2 separate regions of the Mus musculus genome follow, and region 2 is linked to region 1. Evidence: chromatin contacts called from public HiChIP or PLAC-seq data. All regions are on one chromosome and are shown on one strand. The core of a region is the stretch at or near the end of the contact, and the rest is flanking DNA. Distances in the headings are between cores, read along the strand shown. Region 1 holds the start of Ggn (gametogenetin). Region 2 holds the start of Sipa1l3 (signal-induced proliferation-associated 1 like 3).

The links. HiChIP or PLAC-seq counts read pairs in DNA pulled down with a chosen protein or histone mark.
Region 2: an HNF4G HiChIP or PLAC-seq map of pancreatic cancer cells shows a contact between it and region 1. The contact joins the promoter of Sipa1l3 here to the promoter of Ggn in region 1. A contact is called at or near these places in 9 of 39 promoter capture datasets (the 3T3-L1 cell line, the C10 cell line, frontonasal cranial neural crest and 4 more), 1 of 15 datasets of contacts at CTCF or cohesin (embryonic stem cells), 8 of 484 Hi-C or Micro-C datasets (the Ba/F3 cell line, Sertoli cells, Th1 cells and 4 more), 6 of 115 datasets of contacts at active chromatin or transcription factors (bone marrow-derived macrophages, embryonic midbrain, extraembryonic endoderm stem cells and 2 more) and 4 of 9 other capture datasets (adipose tissue, embryonic stem cells, liver and 1 more).

The regions. Positions count from the first base shown.
Region 1 is chr7:29,166,004-29,172,189 of GRCm38.p6, reverse strand. It overlaps Ggn (gametogenetin), which reads right to left and starts at 1,980. Exons shown (of 3, transcript NM_001358852.1): 1 at 1,749-1,980; 2 at 1-1,012. The coding sequence starts at 993. It overlaps Spred3 (sprouty-related EVH1 domain containing 3), which reads left to right and starts at 3,543. Exons shown (of 6, transcript NM_182927.3): 1 at 3,543-3,670; 2 at 4,217-4,397; 3 at 5,495-5,663; 4 at 5,756-5,832. The coding sequence starts at 4,221.
Region 2 is chr7:29,501,237-29,507,337 of GRCm38.p6, reverse strand. It overlaps Sipa1l3 (signal-induced proliferation-associated 1 like 3), which reads left to right and starts at 1,878. Exons shown (of 23, transcript NM_001081028.1): 1 at 1,878-2,044; 2 at 3,423-3,487.

The DNA.
Region 1 (6,186 bases), core at 731-3,230:
CCCTTCGCCATCTCCGTCACCACCCTCGGTTTCCTGAGCTGCACGAGGGACCTCTCCCAAGGGACGAGTGGCTCCAGGAGGGACCTCTCCCAAGGGACGAGTGGCTCCAGGAGGTTGGGGCCCTTGCTTCAGGACCTCAGCATAGGAGATGGCCCCAGAAGAGGCAAACAGTCCGCCACCACCGGCCCCGGGTGAGGCTTTGGCTGCTAAGGGACCCGAGGCCGATGTGGGGGACAAATGGGGCCCCGACTTGAAGGTGACTTTACACAGCAGACTCAGGCCAGACTCGGAAGTAGCAGACCGAGCCATTTCGCCCTCTCCAGCTTGGGGAGGTACCCCTCCGTGGGCTCCCCCGGCCGCCTGACCCTCGCTGCTGTGTCTGACCTGACTTTCTGTGGGGCTTGTGGCCGACGAGGCCAGAGTGATTCTGCGGCTCAGGGGCTGCGGATCGCAAGTTGATGGTGCTGGCGGTAGTTGTTTCCGAGGTTCCAGGGGCGTCGGAGGTGGGGCTGGGGCCCTCAGGACCGGGTCTTTTTCGGTCAGTTGCCGGGGCAGCGGTGGCAGCGGGCGGAGGCTTGGAGGGTCACCCTGACCACGATGGCTCGCCTCCAGAAGACCGCGGATCCGAGGCACTGAAGTGCCCGTGGGTTTTCGCCACTTAGATGGCGCAGGCAGCAGGGTCCCCACGGGGGGCGGGGGTGGTGTGGAGACCGCAGCCGCCTCCTCTGGAGGGGGTGTCACTGGCGAGGGCAGTTCTAAGGTCAGGGGCAGGGGCGAGGATGAGGCCTGGGGCTCCGGGGGTATCAGGAGTCCCGGGGGCCCGGAACTGCCAGGGAACCAGACGCCCAGCCCTCGAGCCAGGCGCATGGCAGGGGATGAGGGGGTCACCTCGGGCTCCACTAGAGGCGTCCTGCGGGAGTCGGAGGCGCGGTCTGAGGCCTGCTCTTTTCGGGAACCCCCGCCCGCGGACGGCTCCGACTGCACGTTCCCCATTTTTGAAGAAGGTCGGGGACTGTGGTTAAAAAAACTTTCACCAGTCAGTCGGCGGGTTCTGCGGGGACTCCACGGCTCAGGCTGTTCTTGGACTGCCCCTGTCTGCATTGGTCTGCCCTGTCCTCCAATATTATCTCAGCCCCCGGCTCTTAAGTCTTCAGTTCTCCGATTCGCCATGGTCACGCCCCCTTCCCCATGGTCTCAAGGCTGCAGTTCTTACTCTTCGAACCTAACTTCTTAGTGTACAAAGGCGCCAACCCTGATCCCTTGGATCACATCCCTAACACTTTTGCCACTCCCGGGATCTCCAGGCTCCAGGAGTCAGTCTCGCCAGCCTCTCTGTTGAAAGTTTCAAACCACATGGGTAATGATGGTTATGCCCAATAGCCAACAATGAATTCACGCTTCTCTTTCAACACTAGTCTAACCAGGCCCCGCCCCATTCTCTAGTCGCTCCTGATTGTCAAGAATCCGGCCATATCCTCGCCCCTCACCGCCCCGGATCAGGTCCGTCTCTGCCTAACAAATACCTGGGACTGTGATCTAATTAGTTCCCTAGTCCTTCAGTCCTAACCCTCCGATCACCCACCGTCTCTCTGTGTCGATCATTTGGATCCCTCCCTCTTCCTAGCCAGCAACAAATCCTCAAGCCTCTTAAACTTTTCCCGCTTGGCGTTTGTGACAGATCTTAACTTAGGCTCCACCCCTTTCCTAAAGCTCCGCCCAGCTCCGCCTCTTAAGTGGACCCAACTCACCGACTCCTCCAGCCGACCAAAGATCAGATCACTGCCCCGTGGGCCCAAGGCAGGGCGGGGAACGGCCGTAGCAGAAAATAACCGAAAAGAACGGGTGTGCGGGTGAAGGCAAGTGGGCGAGACAGCGAGGACGACCCCCGAGATCTAGGCCCCGCCCCGAGCTCGAGGCCCTGCCCCCTGCAAGCCAGCTTGAGTGCAGCCCTTCAAACCTGGATCACCCTTAGAAAAATACAGAAAACTCTTCATAGTGGGTAGGCAGGCCCCTTCTCATTAAGCCCCACCCCTTTATAATGCCACACCCCTCTCTCTTAAGCCCCTCCCCGGACCCCCACCCATGGCAAACACTTGCTACATAGCTCCTCCTTTTGAGCCTCTTATTTGACCTGTCACTAAGGAAATTTATGTCCAAGCTCCGCCTTGCTAAGTCCAGGCAGCATCTCTTTCTAAGACCCTGTCTTTCCTGGGATGGCTCAGAAGGTCCACCCGCCCGCCCCTTCCGTGACGCACCCTCTCAGTTCCTTCAGCGTCCAAACCTCCTTCCTTACTCAGGCTCCCAGGCCCCTCCCCTTTTCGAACCCTGCCAGGCATCCCGCCCCTCCCATTCAGAGCCCTGACCGTGGACCACCTTCTCTCTAGAACCTTGGGACCAGGGTCTATTTCTGTTCCCTTCTCATATCATCAGGGACCAACCGTTCAGATAAGTGGAAAAGTGGGGATTCCCTTCTGGGTCCCGAGAAAATGGGGGCTATAGATGTTCGTTGTAGCCCTAGCCGGGCTCTAGGACCCAGCGGGCATGTACGCCTGCCTTGCTTCTACCCCTCCCCCAAGCCGCCCCCTCCCCCACACACATCTTCCAGGTTCCCCCTCCCTCCCCCCTCGCCCCGGCTCCCGGTGCCCGTCTCCAGCGCCGCCGGAGCCAGTGAGGGAGCGGGAGAGAAGAGGAGGAGGAGGAGGAGGAGGAGGAGGAGGCCGCGTCGCCGCCGCTCGGAGCCCGGCCGGAGCCTCCCAGGCAGGTGCCCAGAGTGGCGAGGGGGCGGGGGGCTGACGAGACTGCCTGCCAGGGTGAGGGGGCAGCCTGGATCGCATCTGTAATCCTCTGCCCACCCTTGCACCCTGCGGACACAAGCTGGGAGAACAAGAGGGGTGGGGGCACCAAACTACGCGGTAGCCATTTGGGGTGCCAATCTCCATTTGGGGGTCCTGGACTTCTTCCGAGGATGCCCCATTCACAAAATTCTGTCGTGGACCCTCGCCATTGAGGAACTCTGATGACTACTCTCCCCGGGAAAATAGATGTGTGGGAGCATAGGACACCCCAAGATCTCAGTGCCCTATCTCAGCTAGGCCTTTGGGGGGGACCCCAGCCCTCTTTCCCCGCTTCACCTGTTGTTGGGGGAGGCGGGCGGACAAAGGAAGCAGTGTCACGTGACTGCTCATTCACAAAATCCCATCCCATTGAGAAAAGGGGGCTGGGGGCGCTGTGGCCGCCCCTTCCCCTCCTGAACGGCTGGGGAAACCCGACATCCTGCAGGTGGGGGAGGGGGCTAGAACTCGTTGCCTGGGCTCATAAGGTTGGGACTTCATGCTCCATGAGCCTGGGACAGTGGGGCTGAATGGTAATCCTGATTGCTGGGCGGAGGGCTACATCCCCTAAACTGGGGGCGGGGTAAAATGTTTCTGAAGGATGGCGGGGGGCGGGGGGGTGAGGGGCTGGATCATTATCTCCCCTCCCATCTCTCTTGGCTTCCCTCAACTGAGACCAACCGGAGCAGCCTTGATTTTTGTGAATGAAATGCTCCTTGTATCTTTTCGGTCTCCGGTTGCTGGTTTTCTCTGCCTCCATCTCCTTCTCGGCCTCTCTTTCTGGCCATTTCTGGTTCTCTCTCTGCTCCCTGCCCATCTCCTGGTTGCTGGGTGACTCAGTGAGCTTTGCATCCGGTCTCATTCATAAATCCGGGAAGGGGGGGGGGGGAGAGAAGCCAGGTTTCTCACCCAGTTAGTGGCCTGGGTGACTAGGGTGCGGAGGCAGTGTTGGGGGCACTGAAGCTGAGTTGATGAGTCCAGAGAAAATATATATGCGCAGGAATCCAGCTGTGAGAGGGGACAATGGGTGGGGCTATGGGTTTGTGATGAGAGGGAAGGAGACTGGGGTTGAGGGGGATGAGCTGTAGGGGGAGGGGAAGTGGCAAACCCAGGCTAAGGGGGTGGAGATAAGGGAAGGTGCTGAAGAGGTGGGGATGGCGAGAAAAGGTAGATACGAAAAAGGATGGTGGGCAAGATGTCACTAAGAAGAAAGAAGCCATGATAGAAGAAAGTGGGCAAGGGGTGGGTGTACTGGTGGCTTGAGGGTGAGGTAAATCCAGAGGTAAGGGATAAAAGACGAGGGCAGGGTTAGGGAGAACGCTCAAACCGGGAACAAGATTTGAGTTCACGGCCTGTGTTGTTTCTGTCCTCCCCACCTCCTCCAGGTACATGGTGCGGGTCCGAGCCGTGGTGATGGCCCGAGATGACTCCAGTGGGGGCTGGCTGCCTGTGGGGGGCGGGGGCCTCAGCCAGGTGAGCGTATGTCGGGTCCGAGGGGCCAGGCCCGAGGGGGGGGCCCGCCAGGGGCACTACGTCATCCACGGGGAGCGGCTTCGGGACCAGAAAGTGAGCCACCCTGGGGTGTGGGAGTGGGATGAGCCCTGGGGAAGGAGGGCTGGGGCTGGGGAGGGGGTGGCAAGGAAAGGTTACGCTGTCCCTCTGCCACTGGGACTCAAAGTGGGCCGTGGGTTGGAGTTTGGAATAAATAATCTGGTTTGTGAATTAAGAGCTGGGATTTGGGGGTGGGGTGAAGGATTAGGAAGCTCCTGTCCTCTGCTTCTCTGGCTGTTCAATCAGCTATTTCGGTAATGGCCTTCCTGCCCCATTCGGTTGTGTTCCTCGTCTAACCCTGGTCCATTCCACAACGACCCAGCTCACACCCAACTCCTATCATGTCCCCTTTCTGTTCAGAATCCTCCTCTGGCTCCATCTTATTCACAGATGCTCACCAGGAGATCGCAACCAAGTGGCCCTTGTCTGCCCTAAGTATCTGGAGGCGTTTGCAGGGTCTGCTTAGAAGTGGTTGAATGTAGTTGACAGTCCTATGTCACGTGCTCCTAATCTCCACACTAGGGATGTTGTAGCAGGAGGATAGGATTGTAAGGGTCGGGGCCAGCCTGGGCTAGGTAGTGAGAACTTATCTAAAACAAAAAACTTGGGGAAGGGATACATCTCAGAGCAGGGCATCAGGAACAGTGTAGAGGAAGTGTTGATGTCAGACAAGAACATGAAGGGAACACAAGGGGTGGTCAGCATCCAGTAGACTGTATAGAAGGTAACTATCTCTGGGTAAGTTTTCCAGGAATTATTGAGGCTTCAGAAAGGAACTGGTTGTAATATTTTGATGTGCTCAGTACAATGTAAATAATGCTTTTTCTTCAATCAAAAGAGGAATCGTTAGGGTATGAGAAAAGGTTAGGTTTTTTTTTTTTTTTTGTTTTTGTTTTTTTTTTTAACATTTAATAAGATTTGAGGTTCCTATTGGGACATCAAAGGAAGAAATCCGATAGGCATAGAAATGAAAGGACTGAAGGAATATTGTAGAATCAGAGATACATCTCCTAAAATGAGGGCATATTAGTGTCCAGGTACACCTGGTGTTGGGATGCTGGAGTGTACAGAGGGGCTAAGTTTAGCTGACCTGGCCCCTTCCTGCCCCTCAGACCACCTTGGAGTGTACCCTGAGGCCAGGTTTGGTTTACAACAAAGTGAATCCCATCTTCCACCATTGGAGCTTGGGGGACTGCAAGTTTGGGCTGACGTTTCAGAGTCCTGCAGAAGCGGATGAGTTCCAGAAGAGCCTGCTGGCTGCGCTGGCTGCCCTGAGTCGAGGTCAGTGGTCCAGGCACACACAACCAGGCTTGGGAACAGAACGGGAGAATCTGGGGTCTGGGGACTCACTTCTTCCTTTCTCCCCACCCTAGGTTCGCTGACTCCTTCCTCTTCCTCTTCCTCCTCCTCCCCTTCCCAGGACACTGCAGAGACTCCCTGCCCTCTGACGGTGAGTCTTGGGATCCCACTCCCATGGGAGGGCAGAGGGTTGGTTCTAGTCTATAAATATTCCTGAATACTTGCTGTGTAGTCTGCAGAAGGCCACATGCTAGGGACACAAAATCAGGCCCATATGGATAATGCCATTTCAGCCATGGTTGTGCTAGTTTTCCTATTCTTGTATCTCCAGCTATCAATTTATCTTTTGAGATAGGGTCTAATGTAGCCCAGGCCAACCTCAAGCTCAATATGTATCTGATGATAATCTTGATTTCATTTCTCTTGAATGCTGGAATTACTGGTGTGTCACCAGGTGTGGCTTCCTGTTTTGTCATGATCCATACATTTTGTTCAAGTGCTAAAA
Region 2 (6,101 bases), core at 629-3,128, 340 kb before region 1:
TGACTCTGAGGACCATGGAGGGCTGTGGGGTGGACAGAAGGGGAGGATGTAAGTCAGGTGTAGGTTGCTAGCTCAAAATTGTGAACTCCGGTGGTTCTGGCCCAGTCCCCAACCATCTATGAAAGCGACATTCCTCTTACGGGCAGAATTTTTCCTCTGACCACCTGTGGACAGTGGTTGCCCTGGGAGACTGCGGAGGGCCTGAGAAATGTGACTTAACCTGTGTGCAAGTCCTGGGTCCTACTGGGCCCTGTATTGGTCTTGGGTTAGCCCAATGACCTCCATTTCCCTGTCTGCAAGGTAGAGCAGGTAGGTTGTGGGGGGATTGAAGCTTGTGAAATCATGCGACATGCCCGACTCACAGCCAGTGCCCCTTGAGGGCACGGGAATCTGCTTGTTGCAATTTCCTTTGGTTGTTTTCTTTTGTTTTGCCAGATTGTTCTCAGGTGACTGAGAGCTCCCTGCAGGCAAGAGCATCTTGGTTCTGGTTTACCGCAGTTTGATAAAGATGATAGTAAGAGTTTTAATTTGGCTCTTCGGGGTTTTTTTTTTTTTTTTTTTTTGTATGTGTGTGTTTGTTTGTTTGCTTGTTTTTTCGAGACAGGGTTTCTCTGTGCAGTCCTGGCTATCCTGGAACTCACTCTGTAGACCAGGCTGGCCTCGAACTCAGAAATCCTCCTGCCTCTGCCTCCCAAGTGCTGGGATTAAAGGTGTGTGCCACCACTGCCCGGCTTCATTTGGCTCTTCTGAGCCAGGGTTTGATGCTGATAGCCAGTCTGGCCTTATTGCAGCAGTTCCTCTTGCCTCAGTCTCCCAAATGCAGGGCGTACAGGCAGGTGCATCACACCTGGGAGTCTGTACTTTGCCATCAGACGTCTGGAGGTTAAGTCTGGAGTTTAGGCTGTAACTGTGAGCCAGGTGTTTTCCATTTTGAAGGCCCAGGTGTGAGCAGCCTGTGATAACACAGCTGAGAGTCATGGAACTGTTTTGGTTGTTCTTTGGGTTTTGTTGTTGTTGTTGTTGTTGTTTTTGTTTTTCTGTTTGTTTTTTTGTTTTGTGACAGCCTCCTGTAGCTCAGGTTGGTCCCTGAACTCACTATGCAGCTTTGAATGACCTTGAAATCCTGTCTGACTTTTCCAATTCGAAGATCATAGTCATAAGCTATTGAGCTCCATCTGTTACTGAGTGTTTGATGGGCCAGAGCCATGACCTCACTGGCTTTCTCTCCCAGGGTGGACACTAGACTCTTCACAAGGGCATATTCGCATAACAGTCAAAAGCTGGACTCTTGAGATATACTGCTTGGGTTGAACCCCCACTTGCTATGTGACCTCCGTCCTGTGACTTCTGTTCAACACTATCTGTAAAATAGGCGTGACCGTAGTTCCGACTTAAAGGCCCTGGAGAGACTGTAGTGTTTAGAGCAGCACCCTCCCAGAGCTGTGCTTCCAAGGCTGGGTGGAAGAGTCTGCCACAAGGTTTAATCATTAAGCCTCCAGCCTCTGCAGCCGGCACTGTCTGCAGAGGTGAGGGGCCCACCTGTGGGTAGGAAGGTTGTGAATGAAGCTGCGGGGCTTAGGGCAGGGATGCTGTGGCGCTGATCCAGCCCTGGCTCAGCACCGAGCAGGTGGCCTGTAACAGGCAGGCTTTGTTACCTCCGAGCTTTCTCCCAAACTCATTCAGACCCAAGACCACGTGTCTGATGAGTAAGGAATCCTGTTATTTCCCTTCCCCAAAGGGAATATTGGCAGAACTGGCTCTTTGGGGATGTGCCTGTGTGCAGAGAGCAGCCATCTCAGGGGAACTCCGGTAAGCTGGCGTGGCCTGAAGGCCACTGAATAAGTCGTTAGAAGCTGGCACTGCTGGTTCCTATTTCCGCATTCCAGACACCCACAGCGCAGGAGGAGGCACCACCCCAGGTCGGCCTAGGGAGCTGGGGCAGGTGGCTCTTGCCTAGGGAAAACCTGGGACAGGAGCCACACCTGGGGCCAACCTAGTAGCCACCTTCCTGGAGTGTGATCACGGCTGTGTTCCGGGACTCCTGGTAGGTGAGCGATGTCTCCTCACTTCGGTAGCACCTTCCAGAGAAAGTTAATAATCTGATTCTTCTTTGAGGGAAAGCTAGCTTCTCTCTCTCTCTCTCTCTCTCTCCCCCTCCCTCGCTCCCTCCCTCCCTCCCTCCCTTCCTCTCTCTCCCTCTCTCTCTCTCTCACCCCCTCTTCTCTTGTGAAGTGTTTACCTATCTGTTCCTAACCTGAAGAAAGGTTGGCCCAGTGTTGAGCAAATGAGAAGATGGAGGCCACGGACTCCCAGGGAAAGAATAGATGACTGTAGCTGAGCCCCTGCTGTCTGCAGACTTTGTTACCAGGGGCTGTGGTGCCCCAGCCCAGTATGTATGCTGTGTGGTCTTGGTAAATCCTGTACCCTCCTGGGCCTCAGTTTCCTCTTTTGGGGGAAACAGGAAGTAGTGGTAGTACCCACTGAGTTGTCATGCCAAGTGCCCCAGCTCCTCTGACCCTGCGCCTGTGGACTGCAGCTCAGGCCCCTTGCTCCCTGCTCTGGCCTCTCCCTGGCTGTGTCCTCTGCCTGTGGATGTAGTTGGGGTGGCATGTCCACCTGCCTTCCCACACTCACGTAGCCGTTCTCAGGACTAGCCTTCCAAAGCCACCCCCTCCTCAAGTCTCTGCTCAGATGTTCCCAACCCAGGGTGCCTTCCTCTCAGTCACCCTGGAGCCACCTCCTTCGCTGGATTTTTCTTCCACCTGCATCTCAACTGTTGGCTTCCTGGGAGCGCAGGCCAGGCCTTGGTCCTTCTAGAACAGTGCCTAGCCTGTAGCGGGGGTGGGGTGGGGTGCAGCTTCAGTTATGACATGAATGAATTTATGCTACTAGATGGCCCATTGGTGGATGGACGGCTAGCTGTTCTCACTTGGGACTGACTAGAGTGCCACCAGCGTTTCCAGGAAGCCATGGCAGTGGTTGGTGTGACCTGTCACCTCTCTCTCTGGTCTCTCTGTGGTCATGCAGCCATTCTTGGGGTCTGTCAGCCTCAAGCTGCTGGCTTCCTGGCCCCCAATCCCTTCAGGCGTCACAGCCTGGAAGCTGACAGTGGCTCATTTGGGCATTTTGGGCACATGGCATGACAGAGAAAGTGTGGTACCAGCGAATTAGAGAATAGTGGGGTAATCTCAGTAAGAGAGGATTTGTGCGTGCCTGCTATGTATTGGAAAGGTGACATAGCTCCAGGTTTCTGTGGCAGGAAGGCAGGGGAGATAAGAGTGACCTGACCAGCCTTGGTTTATCCTCTCCTCTGCTTTAGTAGGCAATAACTCTTGCTGTGCGCTGAGCAGGTTTTAATTAACCAGTGAGTTGAAGGAATCAGACTGTGTTGTAACTGACACGCTCTCTGTTTCTGGCTCCAGGTAGCAGCGACTGGTGCTGTAAAAATATCCCAGGCAGGCTTCCCCGAGGCGCTCCAGGGAGCCAGGTCAGTGGTCCTCCCTCTCAGGCTTCTCCAGCAGCCCCAAGCTCTGAGGCACCTCACGGGCCCACTGTTGCCATGTGACAGTCATGTGCCCTTCACCCTCCAGAGCCTGTTGCAGTGTGGAAGGCTGCCATGGCAACAGGTCACTGTTCCCTGAGCTCCAAGGAGTATCACTTTGAGGGAAGTTGAGGAAAAGCCATGTCTTGTAATGTGTGAGTCCCTCACTGCCTGAATTCTGGGCTTTAGTTGCCTTTTCTGGAAGATGGTGCTAATTGATAGTGTCTGTGTAAGCGAGACGTTAAAGAGAGGCCAGGTGATATCTAGTGTGCCAGAAGACTCCTGGAGAGAAGACAGTGGGAGGGTAAGTGTTCAGGAGATGACATTATGTTACGTTCTTGAGTATTTTCAGTCTGCCCCCACCCCCACTTTCTAGGCTCTTCTTTCTCCCCTTTCCTCCTTACCTGACCTGTAAGCAGCACCCTCCCTTGTCAGCGTCTTCCCATATCTTATCATGGGTCTTTTCTCCATGGTTCTATAGTGCTCCAGGGAACAGTGTTGCTCCATTAGGGATAGTACGGTCTTTATTTTCATGAGTTTTGCTTTCACACAGCAGTACCATATGGAAATATTTCTGAATCAATATTCCTCTGATTCGCTCTTTTTTAAAAGAAAAAGAAGATGGTCAGGTAGTGGTGGCACATGTTTTTAGTCCCAGGAGGCAGAGGCAGGCAGATCCCTGAGTTAGAGGCCAGCTTGGTCTATGGAGTGAGATCCAGGACAGCCAGGGTTACACAGAGAAAGCCTGTCTCAAAAAACCATATTGAAAGGAAGAGAGGGAGGGAGGGAGGGAAGGAGGAAGGGAGAGAGGGAGGAAAAAGGAAAATAAAGGAAAGGGGGCTGAGAGATGCTCAGTTGCTTAAGAGCACTTGCTGCTCTTGCAGAGGACTTTGGTTTAGTTCCCAGCACCTACATTGTGGCTCACAACCATCGTTAAATCTGGGAGCTCTGATGCCCTCTCCTAGCCTCTGTGGGTACCAGGAACACATGTGGTGCACACACATATATGCAGGCAAAAAATTCATACACATTAAATAAAAATCTAAAAAATATTTTACATTTCATCCTAGCATATCTTCTACTACCAAGCCACGCCCCCAGCCCCTCACTAGGGGATTCTAGGCAGGGGCTCTACCACTGAGCCACGCCCCCAGCCTCTCACTGGAGGATTCTAGGCAGGGGCTCTACCACTGAGCCACGCCCCCAGCCCCTCACTAGGGGATTCTAGGCAGGGGCTCTACCACTGAGCCATGCCCCCAGCCCCTCACTAAGGGATTCTAGGCAGGGCTCTACCACTGAGCCCCACTCCCACTCCACATGTACTCTGGGTGGGTGTGCCATAATGTTTGGCTGGATGTCATCTATGTTCTTTCTTTCGTTTCCAGCTTTTCCCCAAAATTACTTTTATAATTGATGGCCTTCTTTAATTAGCTCACAGGTGTTGGAGCTTAGCTACTCTAACTTGAGCCCTGTAGGCTTCTGAGGTTGAACAGGAAGCAGTGGTAGCATAGTGATGATGCCCTTTGTCCAGACAGGAGGTGTGTTTTCTAGGGTGCTCACAGGCCCAGTGCAGTGATGAACCACCCACTCTCAGTGCTTTTTCATTATAGAAATGATTAATAGATGCATCGTCATGATACAGATTAGTTGTGCCTAATGGGTATTTATGACGCAATCAGAGAGGAGGGGATGGGATTGTGTTCTTTCCTATTGACAGGCTCTGTTAGAAATCAGGATATAGAATAGATTTCTGCTAGCCGCTTCAGTGTGAGAGAGCACTTCAGTTTGGGAATGTGCTTGTTGCCGTGAAACATTCTGATGAGATACTGCTGCCCAACAAGACATCCTGCAAACGGCGAATGTCTTAAGATGTCAACAGAGTACTATTTCTCATGCATGTGTGGCTGACTGAGGCTTGGCTGTCAGGGATGGTCCTTCAGCTGGTCCTGCTGTGGCTGCAAGTCGGGAATGCACAGGGCTAGAGTATTCCAGATGTTATTTCTTCAAATGGCCCTTGGTATGACTGTTCAGCTTTCTGTGTGGTCTCTGGATCTTTCCTTCCACGTAGCATTTGTAGTCAGCCAGGCTTATATAACAGGGGCCTCTTCCTCTTATTTTGTTGTCTGCTTGTTTGTGTTTATTGGGAATCTTGCTATCTAGCTTTGGCTGACCTCGAACTTAATGTCTACCCCAAGCTACGACCGTGTATGACCGTACCTGCCTCTTTGGCTTTTTAGGTTTTCTTATGGCTTAGGGCAAGAACTAGCTCATATCCCTTCCTCCTTCTGTTGGCTGACGTGAGCCACTGTGTCTGCGCAGACTCCTGAAAGGAGGGATGCCTCAAGAGTTGATGCCAGGAGGACGCCCTGCTGGGGTTCACCTGTGAGCACCAATCGCCACTACAGGGCCCGTTTCCTCAGTGAATGAGAGCAGGGTTCTGTCAGCTCTGGCATCTTCAGCCTAGTCAGAAGACACCTGCTTCGCTGGCAGTCCCATATCCCTGTTACAGGAAGAAGGAAAGCTGAGGAAGGTGCCATCACTTTCCCTGAAGTCCATCCCT